Regions from separate parts of the Macaca mulatta genome. Here region 2 is linked to region 1. A link is a contact called in public Micro-C data. All regions are on one chromosome and are shown on one strand. The core of a region is the stretch at or near the end of the contact, and the rest is flanking DNA. Distances in the headings are between cores, read along the strand shown. Region 1 holds the start of SNRNP48 (small nuclear ribonucleoprotein U11/U12 subunit 48). Region 2 holds the start of SSR1 (signal sequence receptor subunit 1).

Region 1 (6,474 bases), core at 1,532-4,031:
ACTTGGCTCATGGGTGGCTATCAGTCTTATCTGGTTAGAGTACCCCGTCCTCTATGACCTCATTTAATCTTAATTACCTCTTAGGGCCCTATCTCCTTATATAGTCACACTGTGGGTTAGTACTTAAACATATGGATTTTTGAGGGACCCAATCCAATCCATAACAGAGGCCAGGAGTCTGGACACCACTCCAGGAAAGTGATAATCAAAACAGGTCAGCAGCGTCAGTGTAGAGCAGTTCCTCGGGCTGAAACAGTAACTAGAGAGTAGAGTCAACTGACAAATCTTTCCTACTCCCTCCAGGCTTCTGCCAAAGTTGTCATGAAGCGCTGAGATGACATGGGGCTGTATCCTGAAGACAGGACATGTTTGATGTGGGCTAAGTTTTAATTTGGTTCACGTATACAAACAGGGAAATATACACTAGAACTTTTTTTTTTTTTTTTTTTTTTGTTGAGACAGAGTCTCGCTCTGCCGCTGGGGCTGGAGTGCAGTGGCCGGATCTCAGCTCACTGCAAGCTCTGCCTCCCGGGTTTACGCCATTCTCCTGCCTCAGCCTCCCGAGTAGCTGGGACTACAGGCGCCCGCCACCTCGCCCGGCTAGTTTTTTGTGTTTTTAGTAGAGACAGGGTTTCACTGTGTTAGCCAGGATGGTCTGGATCTCCTGACCTTGTGATCCGCCCGTCTCAGCCTCCCAAAGTGCTGGGATTACAGGCTTGAGCCACCGCGCCCGGCCTACACTAGAACTTTTTATCAGGAGTCATGTCACATCAGAAATAGTCTCACATTTTTCCAGACCAACTGGTTAACTATGGAAATGCAAATAAAAAGTAAGGATACCGGGCTGGGCGCAGTGGCTCAGGTCTGTAATCCCAGCACTTTGGCAGGCCGAGGCGGGCGGATCACAAGGTCAGGAGTTCAAGACCAGCCTGGCCAATATGATGAAACCCCGTCTCTACTAAAAATACAAAAATTAGCCAGGCGTGGTGGCATGTGTCTGTAGTCCCAGCTACTCATGAGGCTATGGCAGAAGAATTGCTTGAACCTGGGAAGTGGAGGTTGCAGTGAGCTGAGAGTGTGCCACTGCATTCCATCCTGGGTGACAGAGCCAGACTCCATCTCAAAAAAAAAAAAAAAAAAAAAAAGGTAAGGATACCATAGGCAGAGTATGAATACATTAACTTCATACTCCCCTCTCTTACCAGCTTCTAGACACTTCTGTATTTTATGGTGCTGCCTATTTACAGTGTTATGACCATTTTTTTAAAGTGAGAACTGTGCTGTTTACCTTTAGAAATAATTGTTCACCAAAAAATTCCTCCACAGTTCCTTCACAGGTGTAAACAAACTGCAAAAGGAAACCGAGGTTTGACACTCGGACTTGAAAAAATTTTAAAAAGTAATATAAAATTGGTTAGATTTTGGGAGTTAAAACCATTTGGGGAAACTACAAGGGCTAATTCCAGGTCTTGGGTAGGAAATATACAAAGTTAAGCTTGTGTTATCGAAGCAAGAAAGCATTCAAGGACTAATAGGGATATGTCAAAGACACAGATGGCTTAATGTGGCTTCCACTGGCCACATTTGGGACAATTTGAGCATCAACAAGAATTACGATGTTAAAGGAGTATATTATATTGAATTAAAAAAAACCCTTTAAATCAATAACTTTAAAAACACCTTGATTCCCATAGTGATGAAAACACTAAAATGGAGGTGTGGAAAGAAAGCCAGTTAACAAACACAGAAGGCATGATACTATTACAGAATCATTTATAACTCCTGTTGTAACAACAGAGTCAGTGAAGGACTGTATAAAGCAGTTGGGGAACAGGGTATTCATATGGCCTCAAGGTATAATCTACAGATTGCTTACCAGTTCCTAAGGGGAAAATGGGGGAAAATGTACTATTAGAATGAAGAGATGTAGCCACCATCTTTACCAAGTGATCAAAGTTAGCATTACTAATATAATTGAGTTGTGTGTCCCTGTGAGTTGGCAACACCTCTTAGGTAGTATTCTTGCTAAAGTGCTCGATCTGAATCTAATCATGAGGGAAACAAAATCTGACAAATCCAGAATGAGGGATATTCTACAAGACAACTGGCCTAGGCTCATCACAACATTTAATGATTTAATTTTAAAAAGAGGGTGAAGGAGGCTGATCTGGATTAAAAGAGACAATAACTAATAACAGCTTATGGGTTGAAAAAATAAAACTGCTATGGAAATAATTTTGGGGACAATGGGGAAATTTGAATATGAACTGTATAATAAATGATTTTATGGAATTACTAATTTTCTTAGGTTTGATCATGTATTGCGGTTACACAGGAAAATGTTCGTATTCTTGGAAGAAGCATGTTAACATATTTGGGGGTGAAGAATCTGCAACTTACTTTCAAAGAATTTAGTAAAAATCATTGGGTGGGGCTGTGAATGTGGAGAGAACAGATGGAGAGAAATCAAACGTGGCAAAATGCTAACAACGAGCTGAAGGACAGCTAAACGAAAGCTCACTGTACTATTTTTAAAACTTTTCTGTAGCTATAAACCGTTTTTTCTGAGAAAGTCGAGGAGCGTGAACGTCTTTCAAGAAAGGCCAGCGCAACTGCACCCAAAAGCTGAGAGGAGATTGGAAAACGCCTCTCAAAATAACAGTCCCGCCCTTCCCGAGGCGCTTCCCTACAGGCTGTTCCAGTCACGTGGTGGCTGTGGCCCCGCCCACAGCTCCCAGAGGCCCGCGCGCGCCGTCTGCAGTTCGGCCGCTTCCTCTTGGCGGGTGGGCTGCAGCCATGGAAGGCGAGCCTCCACCTGTGGAGGAGCGGCGGCGGCTGCAGGAGGAGCTGAGCGAGTTCGTGGAGAGCTGCTGCCGGACGCTGGAGGAGGTGACGGCGTCCCTGGGCTGGGACCTGGATAGTCTGGATCCCGGGGAAGAGGAGGCGGCGGAGGTGAGGGGCGCGGCCGCGGGGCCCTTTCGGGGACTATCGGCCCGCGGTCTTCTCTGGAAGAAGGGAGATCCGCACTGGCAGCCGCGGAGGAAGGGCGAGGAATCGTCGTCCGTGTGCAGAGCCGCGATGGGCGCCCGGGACCCGAGGGGAGCCGCGGGCCCTGGAGCAACCCTGACCTCCCTGAGTCCTGGGCTCGGGCGCGCGAGGGCCTCCCGAAGGCTCCACGCCGACCTCCGGTGCGGCGCTCCTCCCGCGGAACTTCGAGCTTAAAGAAAACGGGGGGCCGGGCGCGGTGGCTTACACCTGTAATCCCAGCACTTTGAGAGGCCAAGGCGGGAGGATCCCTTGAGCCCAGGAGTTCGAGACTAGCCTGGGCAATATGGGGAAACCTCTTCCTACCAAAAATACAAAAGTTAGCCGAGTGTGATGGTGTGAGCCTGTGGCCCCAGCTGTTTGGGAGGCTGGAGTGGGAGGATCGCTTGAGCCCAGGAGGTCGAGGTTGCGGTGAGCCGAGATCGCTCCGCTGCATTCCAGCGTGGGCGATAGAGCAAGACCCTGTCTCAAAACACAAACAAACAAAATTCCGGAAGATGTGTTGAGTGAGGAGGGAATGGCAGATTTGGTATTTATTTAGAAAGTAAGTGAATGGGTCTCAGAGTGCTGCAGAGGGATTGGCGGTTTGCATTGTCATCTGTCATATGGATTCCGCAGTTGCACCAGATTCGGTGTCAGGAGAGCTGGGAGTTTGCCAGTTCGCCTTTCTATGCCTTAAAATTGGACACTTCTTACTGGGACAGCCCCGATTCTAGGATTATTAAAGGATGTCACCAAGAAATGGTAACTGGCAACTCCCGTGGACATTAGCATTGCTTTTTTTAAAATGTAGGCAAGTGTATTTAGAGTGAACAATGGTGATTTTTGTTTTTTGTGGGGTGTTTTTTGGTGGAGTGAGAGGAAGGGAAGTGCTCCAATGTGGGGTAATTCATTATCTTTAATATTACTTCTGGGTTTACCACGCTGTAATAATTTCTCCTGGGTTTAAGTTACTGATTCCTGAGACATTTAAAATATATTTGATTTCTGCATATACCATTCATTATTTATTGTATTAAAAGCACAGAAGAAATTAAAGGATCTTTATTGTTCATTTAGAGGGGTATTTGAAGCTGGGAATTCCATTGAGTGGGACTTACCAGACCTTTCCATACATTGTTTACTCAGCATTGGAGTAACATTGGATTCCTTGTATTAACATTTAAATAGCACTTTGTTTGTGCCACTTAAAATACATTGCTTCATTTAATACTCAGAATAACCCTGTGAGGTAGGTATTGTTGACCACATTTCATAGACAAGGAAAGGGACACAGAGGTAATAATTTGTCCAAGGATACACTGCTAGTAAATGGCAATTAGGATTTCCACCGGTGTTTTAGTACTAAAATTTAGTGAACAACAGTTACAGTTCCTGGTCCTCACAGAGCTTATTGTCTGGTGGTGGTGAGGGGGAATACGGAGAACTCAACTGTTATATTATCATGGGTCTATGATGGGTGGGGTTGGAATTGCTATAGTACAGTTTATTATAGGCTGTGGTGGACAAAGTGGTGGTCAACAAAGGCTTCCTGGACAAAGTGAATTCTAAGCTGGTAAATAAAAGTGATCTGAATTAACTAGGGGATTGGGGAGTGAGAAGAAGCATCAACAGCATGTGTAGAAGTTCAGAGACAGGGAGTAACCATATCAGGAAGCAAGTAGTTAAGGATAGCTAGAGCATAGGGTGTAGAGTTACCGCAGAACGATGCTGGGGGGTAGAGGTCAGATCTTAAATGTCCTTGTTAGCCATATTAGAAAGTCTAGATTTTTTTTTTTTTTTAAATGAAGGCAGTGGGGAGGCATGGAAGTATTTTAAGCTGGGGCATATCATAATCATATTTACCTTTTAGTAAAATAATAACATACATTTATTGAATGCTTGCTATGTACCAGGCCCTATTTGAATTCCTTTATGTGTATAAACTTTGGTATACTTTTTTAAATCTTCACAATCACTTTTTGAGAGAGGTCCTGCTATTATTTTCATTTTATATAATAGATAAGGAAAATGAGACAAAGAGAGATTAAGTACCTCACCCAAATTCATGCAGCCAGTAAGTGGCAGAGCTGGAATTCAGACCAGCTACAGGATGGAAAATGAAGGGGAGGGCAGCAAGACTGGAAACAGAGAGAGAAAGCGAGCGTAGTCAGGAGATGGCTGTTGTATTCCAGCAGAGAGTTGATGATCCCTGATTTGGGGAAGTGGCAGTGGGGATGGAGGATGTTGAGGGATTTTCAGAAATATTCAGGAGTTAAATTGGCAGGGCTAGGTGATTGATTGGATATGGGTGATGAGGGAGAAGACGTGGTTTCTTGCTTGAGCAAGTGGGACCTTTCACTGAAATGGAAAGTACAAGAGAAGTAGGTTTGAGGGTTAGGAGACGATGAGTAGAATGAATTTATTTTTGTTTGTGTTGAACTTTTAGTGTCTTTAGTATATGGTACTGGACAGAAACAAGGTTTAAAGATATAAATTTTGGGAGTCCTCACTGTATAGTGAGAGTTGCAGCCTTGAGATCTTTCTTTCAGTAAGCAGATACTAAATAGCAAAAGGTCAGTGGTTATATTAATTTATGAAAACCAACATCTAAAGGGGGACAAATAGAGCAAGGTAGACAGATATTTAGAGGAGACCAAATAGAAGAAGCCAGAGAGGTAGAAAGAACATGAGGGGTGTGTCTGAATGACAAATGAACAATTGGAGTGCGACCTTCCAAGAGTTCAGATATGACAAGACAGTGACATGTTCTTTGGCTTTAGTAGCAAGGTTGTTAGTGACCTATTGACTGGTTTCAGTGGGGTGATGGTGGCAGTGAGTGAGGAATGGTTATAGATGAGGTTGTTTAGACAGTGAGTGTAAATACACATTTCAAAGAGTTAGGCTTTGAAGGAGTGGACAGAGGACAGGGGCATTAGAGAGTTAGGGGTTGAAGGAGTTTTGTTTTTCTTTAATACACACCCACATGGGGGTTGAGAGAGGCCTGTAAAAGAGGATGCACTAGACAGTACTGGTACATAATTAAATGGTAAACATTTAATGGTAATAATTATTTATTTTAATATTATGTACCGATTTTCTTTGTTTCTGTTTGATTTTTATAGGATGAAGTTGTGTTATGTCCTTACGATTCCAATCATCACATGCCTAAATCGTCTTTAGCAAAGCACATGGCATCTTGTAGATTGAGGAAAATGGGCTATACCAAAGAAGAAGAGGTACCATATATTTATTATTTTATAGTAAAATATATATGTATATGTCATGCATTTCATGCCTTAATTCACAATTTTTGGAAGTTATATTGTGAGGCTCACCAACATGAAATAATAGCCCTTACTTGAAGGGTAGGATGGTACTTGCCTAATTTCACAAATTATTATGAGAAATAATTAAGTGATACTAATCTATTGTTTATGTCAAGTCTTA
Region 2 (6,474 bases), core at 1,475-3,974, 270 kb before region 1:
TAAGAAACTTCTAAATGTAATCCCGGTCATTAATGACATAAAGCAAACTAAACAACCCCTACCTTTAAAAGAAAATAGCATTCTTGGTCAGGCGCGGTGGCTCACGCCTGTAATCTCAGCACTTTAGAAGGCTGAAGCAGGTGAATTACTTGAGGTCAGGAGTTCGAGACCAGCCTGACCAGTATAGTGAAACCCCGTCTCTACTAAAAATACAAAAATTAGTCCGGTGTGGTGGCATACACCTGTGGTCCCAGCTACTCCAGAGGCTGAGGCAGGAGAATTGCTTGAACCTGGGAGGCAGAAGTTGCAGTGAGCGGAAATCGCACCACTGCACTCCAGCCTGGGCGACACAGCAAGACGTCTCAAAAAAAAAAAAAAAAAAAAAAAAAAAAAAAGCATTCTTAAGTTCTATGTAGGAAACACTGTTATCAGAGGTGACTACAGCTGAAACTCTTAGAACTTGACAGCCTGTGAGTCCAAGAAACAAATATCTATATCATATCCGTGGTAAAAACTGGCTTGCACGAAAAACATTGTTTAGTAAAAACGGTACGGGCAGCTTCAGGGTTGATAGCAAAGAAAGAATCCAATTATTTTTGCATGTGGCTTCAAACATGCTTTATGGCATTTTATTTTTCTCAAACTTACTGTTACAAAGTAGAGTTATAATGCAAAAAAAAAAAAAAAAAGTAAATTACAGTTTTATAGATAACAGTACTCTAAGTAAATCACATTCTATCTATTTCAGGCAAAACCCTAAAAAGAATTTCAAAGTTCTAATGTCTTCCAACATCTCTCAGACAAAATGATGATGTGGCAATTCTGTGGAGGAAAAACATGGGAAGGGAAGCGTGTTTTTACCCAGGAGAAACAGCTTACATCAAGGACCATGCATTTTCAGTCTTTTCCATGTCTTTGAGTTCTCACTGGTCGCTAAGATTTATTGCAAAATATTAAAGAACACTGAACCATGCATTATGAACTGAAGAGATTTCACTGCCTGCTAAACAAAGACTAAAAATAGTGCATTCATAACTTATAAGTCCTTTTCAAAAACCAGTAAGAAAAATATCCATGTCTGACATAGTAATTTCAAGTTGTAAATTTGAGCACTTTGGAATATAAAGGTCTTTCATGGATATTAAACAATTTTATTATTTTAATGTTAACCAATAACAATTTTGTCCCTATGAAGTCTAACAGTCTTCATTCAGCTGGAAAAAACTGAACATTTTCTTTAAAAGAAAAATCGTTACTCACAAAAAATGTTTACAAGATAGTAATTCAGTTTAGATAATGAATTGATGCTTCTTGAAAGTTTTTACAACTTGAAAATAGTTCTAAATAGTTCTAAAATGAAATCTACATTTGTCAAGTTTTTTTTTTAAATAAGCTTAAAGAGAACCAGCAAACGACTCCCAAAGTAAAAGAATCTTGTTAAACCTGCAGATGAACGCATTAACAGTTGTTTCATTCTCCCACTTGGTTTTCTAGCCATTAAACAGAAGCCAGTCACTTCACTTTTCATTGCAAAACAACTCCTGGATACCTGTCACTACCGTTAAGACACACAGCTTGCTTAAACTTACAGAATGAAAGGGAATTCTAGTGCTTAATCAGCCTAATTATTTCACTTTGCAAATTAGAAAGTCGAAGTTCATGACAAAACCCGGGCAGGAAGTCAAGTTGCCTCATTTTTATATTCTGCTAAGTTACTTTCACACTTAAATGCTGGGTTAATTGTTGGAAAGAATAAATCTACATATTAAAAACACTCGAAGTAGGCTACATTTTTTCAGCACAACACGATGCTTCCACAAACAAAAAACTGCTCCATGAAAAGAAAAGGAAAGGAAGAAGGCAGAAGTAAGGGAGACATCCCAAAGGGATTCTTCAGTCCGCTTGGCAGCAGGGGCCGATAACGCGGGTGACGACAAGGTAGTTTTTCTGAAATCATAGTAACACATACGGGTCAAGCAGGGGGTGAACGAGGCAGGTGACCATTAAAAAAGCCACTCTGATGGCTTAGATGTGTCGAAAACAAGAGTTTTAGCAAATGAATGAAGACGGACTCGCGGCGTGGAAGCTAAAGACACGTCAGCCCTGAGCACCAGGGGCTGGGGGTGGAGCGGAGCCGGAGGCGGCCAAAAGAAACAGCCCGGCTGCGGCGCGCTCGGAGCGCAGCCGTGGCCAGAGCCCCCTCGCCTCCTCCTGCAGCCGAGGACCCTTCAGTTCTGGACGCTCCTGCAGGCGCGGGTCCAGGGCCAGAGAAGCAAGCCCAGCCCTCGGCCGGCCACGAAGCAAGGTCGTCCGGACACGGCCCCGCACTCCGCGTGCAAGGGACAGGCCACAGCGGGGTCTCCAGCGCCCGCGGGGGCCCCTGCTGCTACGAGCCTAGGCTTGGGGAGAGGGCGGAGAGAGGCCAGCGGAGTGGACACGGACCCCGAGACCCGGAGCGGCCACCGCCTCCAACTTCAAACTTGCCGTCACTGGCATCTCCTTCCTGGCCATCCCCCTCCGCACACTCTCCTTAGCCTCACCTCTGGGGCCGCCTCGGAACAAGACAGTGGCAGGGAACACGAGCAAGAGAAGCAGCAGCAAGCGGGGGAGGAGTCTCATGGCGCTGCCGGTCCAGTGTCCAGTCTCCGTCCGGGAGGGCTCTCGGCTGCTCCGGCGGTAATGGCGTTACTCTTCATCCGGGCTCCGGGCGGCGAGGGGCGGGACACGTACCACGCACGGGCCTTCGCCACGCCCCTCCCCTGAACGGGAAACGCCGCCGACGTGGCTGCTCAGCGCGGAGACTTAGGTAGAGCCGGCCGCCCGGAAGTCACGTGGCCGGCTGCTGGCCTCTCTGTGGCTCCCGCGAGAGTCCGCCTTCCGCCGCAGTTGCTGGCCGGCAGCCTGCGGTTGGCCGATCTTTCCGCCCAGTCCTTGACTCCCAATTAGTTAGCATTGTCAGTGGTTAGTGTATTTGAATGACGATCCTCTTGATAACGGCGATGTAAAGAACATGAGCTGCCTTTATGTGGCATTTAAAAGCAAAAAAAAAATTTTGGAAGAGAGGACATCGTTCAAAGGCAAAACCATGAAAATACACAGTGGAAAATCTTTGTCTGCCCACACCCTCTCCCATGGTTAAGTAATGACAATTCTTAAAATTATTATTTTTATTTTTTTGAGACGAAGTCTTGCTCTGTCGCCCAGGCTCGAGTTCAGTGGTGCAATCTTGGTTCATTGCAACCTCCACCTGCCGGGTTCAAGCGATTCTCCTGCCTCAGCCTCCTAAGCAGCTGGGACTGCAGGCACGCGCCACCATGCCCGGCTAATTTTTATATTTTTATATTTTTACTAGAGATGGGGTTTCACCATGTTGGCCAGACTAATCTTGAACTCCTGACCTCAGGTGATCCACCCGCCTGGGCCTCTCAAAGTGCTGGGATTACAGGCGTGAGCCACTGCGCCTGGTCAGCAATTCTTAAATTTGTATGTGACATTCCAGAATTATAAGTCTGGATTTGTATGTGACATTCCTAAAGTCACCTAAACAGTGCCTGGTATGTAGTCAGCATTTGTAACTACACAATAGGTCCAGCAATGGCTGTCCATTTTCTTTAGTTCCTTTCTCATCTATTTTGGATTTGAGTTGCTGGAGTAATATAGCAGTTCATGAAATTAATCTGAATATTAGGTAATCTTGGACTGGACCAGTGTGAGATGTCATAAAGATGAGGAAATAAATCATGTGCTTACTATTGTGTCACCTCCTTAAACTGTGCTTTTTCATTTAATTTTCTAAACATCTCTATGAGCTGGATATTATTTACTGAGGAGAAAACAGACCCAGAGAGGTTAGTAATTTACTCAAGGCTTCAAAAAGCTAGCAAATGGCAGATGCAAGATTTGATCAAGGCTATCTGTTTCCAGATTCCATACACTACTGGTCTAGGACATCTGCTGTTCTACTCCGGCATTGTTTCTGCTTCAGGTCTCCTTGTCCTGGGGCTGTAAATGCAGTTGGGAGCCACTGCCACCACTACCTACTTCTGTCTGCTAAAGTCACAGCCTGAAGGTGCTGGGCTGAATCAACCCAATTCCACTCTGCCAGGCCACCAGTGGCACCACTGCTGTGTTGCTGCTGCTACTAGGGCGCCCAGCAGAAGTGGAGGGCCTCCTCTCACTTTGTTGCTGCCTCTGCTCCTGTGCATGCTACCAATGCTGCCACTCTATGTCAGGACTACCAGGGCTGCTGACCCTGTTTTGAGATGACTGAACCTTGCTGAGTTCTCCACTGACTCAGAATAATCTCCCTCCCGTACTTTGAGGCACCGTTTCATGAGTTTCAAATGCGACCTGCTCTGAGGTTGTTGACGTCTGACAGGTGTTTTGACAAATACATCTTTAACTTGCTACTCTCTCCTAACACCAGAAACAAATTGATGGGGACTGTAATCGATGGTGAAGTTACAGACCTCATGCTGTACTCAAAATCACAGCTGCTCTCCATCATGGCACCACCGTGTCTTACTGGCTTGCTTTCCTCATTCAGAGGACTGATTACGGAAGGGGACAATGTCTCATTCTTTACGGTAAAGAGATTCCTAGTAGATCTGTCTCACGGGTTCTCAGATGTTTAGACGTAGCCTGAACATGTAAGGATAATTTAGTGTAGGCTTAACCTGGGACTTCCACTCCAACGATGATGTCATCAATCGATTACTAACAGATTTTATTTGGGACTTGAATTTTACACAACCAGCTACAACTGGTGCAGCAGGAAAAATAAAGTGTGCCTACTCTAGATATTACTGATGTGATGAATTTAGACAAAATAAGAACATGTAAACGGAAAACAGACCTGTGTGACTGTCCAATTAGTATTTAAAAACGACAGCTGTGCTGGGTGCAGTGGCTCACACCTATAATCCCAGAACTTTGGGAGGCCGAGGCGGGTGGATCATGAGGTCAGGAGATCCAGACCATCTTGGCTAACACAGTGAAAACCCGTCTCTACTTAAAAAAATACAAAAAAATCAGCCAGGCGCGGTGGCGGACACCTGTAGTCCCAGCTACTCGGGAGGCTGAGGCAGGAAAATGGCGTGAACCCGGGAGGCGGAGTTTGCAGTGAGTCGAGGTTGCGCCACTGCACTCCAGCCTGGGCGACAGAGCGAGACTCCGTTTCAAAAAAAAAAAACACACACACACACACACAAAAAAACAGGCAGCTGTGACTAAGGACGTAAGGGGCTAGCCCTGACCAGTGTGCTCACCAATTCTGCATCACTGTGATCCACATTCTCCCTATAAGCAGCAGCTTTTCCTTGGTGTCCACCCAGAGCTCTCTACCCTAATTGGTTCCAATCCTTAATTTATGGAATTATGAATTCCACCTACTAATTTAACTCTTTCCAAATCTTTCCCCATGTCTACACTAATCTCTTTGAAGGGATTTATTTTCAGGGGATAGTCCATATCCTGGTGACTCTCCTTCATAGTGAGAGGTGACAACGTGCTAGCAGCCCTTGCTCTCGGCGCCTCCTCCGCCTCGGCGTCCACTCTGGCGGCGCTTGAGGAGCCCTTCAGCACGCCACGGCACTGTGGGAGTCCCTCTCTGGGCTGGCCGAGGCCGGAGCCTCCTCCCTCTGCTTGCGTGGAGGTGTGGAGGGAGAGGCGCAGTCGGGAACCGGGACTGCGCGCGGCGCTCACTGGCCAGCGCGAGTTCCGGCGGGCGCGGGCTTAGTGGGCCCCGCACACGGAGCGGCAGTGGGGCGCCGCCGCCCAGGGCAGTGAGGAGCTTAGCACCCGGGTCAGCAGCTGCGGAGGTTGCGCCAGGTCCCCCAGCACTGCCGGCCCGCATGCACCACGCTCGAATTCTCCCCAGGACTCAGCCGCCTCCCCGGGGGCAGGGTTCGGGACCTGCAGCCCGCCGTGTCCGAGACCCCCTCTACGGTGGGCTCCTGCACCGCCCGAGTCTCCCTGACGGGCGCCGCCCCCTGCTCCGTGGCGCCTAGTCCCATCGACCGCCCAAGGGCTGAGAAGCGCTGCCGCGGGTCGCGACTGGCGCGCAGCTCTGCCTGCAGCCCTGATGCAGGATCCACTAGCTGAAGCCAGCTGGTCTCCTGACTCCTGTGGGGCCTTGGAGAACCTTTATGTCTAGCTAGGGGATTGTAAATACACCAATCAGCACTCTGTGTCTAGCTCAAGGTTTGTAAATACACCAATTGGCATTCAGTATCTAGCTAACCTAGTGGGGACTTGGAGAACTTTTCCATCTAGCACTCTGAATCTAGCTCAAGGATTGTAAACACACCAATCGGCACTCTGTCAAAACAGACCAATCAGCTCTCTGTAAAATGGACCAATCAGCGCTCTGTAAAATAGACCAATCAGCTCTCTGTAAAGTGGACCAATCAGCAGGATGTGGGTGGGGTCAGATAAGGGAATAAAAGCAGGCTGCTGGAGCCCACAGCGGTGACG

The links. A called contact is a pair of places that touch in the nucleus more often than the background predicts.
Region 2: a contact with region 1 is called in a Micro-C map of CD4 T cells, with 8 times the contacts expected there. The contact joins the promoter of SSR1 here to the promoter of SNRNP48 in region 1. A contact is called at or near these places in 2 of 14 Hi-C or Micro-C datasets (CD4 T cells and cortical neurons).

The regions. Positions count from the first base shown.
Region 1 is chr4:175,607,653-175,614,126 of T2T-MMU8v2.0, reverse strand. SNRNP48 (small nuclear ribonucleoprotein U11/U12 subunit 48) reads left to right here and starts at 2,781. Exons shown (of 9, transcript NM_001266192.1): 1 at 2,781-2,952; 2 at 6,150-6,263. The coding sequence starts at 2,797.
Region 2 is chr4:175,880,697-175,887,170 of T2T-MMU8v2.0, reverse strand. SSR1 (signal sequence receptor subunit 1) reads right to left here and starts at 2,724. Exons shown (of 8, transcript NM_001258152.1): 1 at 2,541-2,724. The coding sequence starts at 2,619.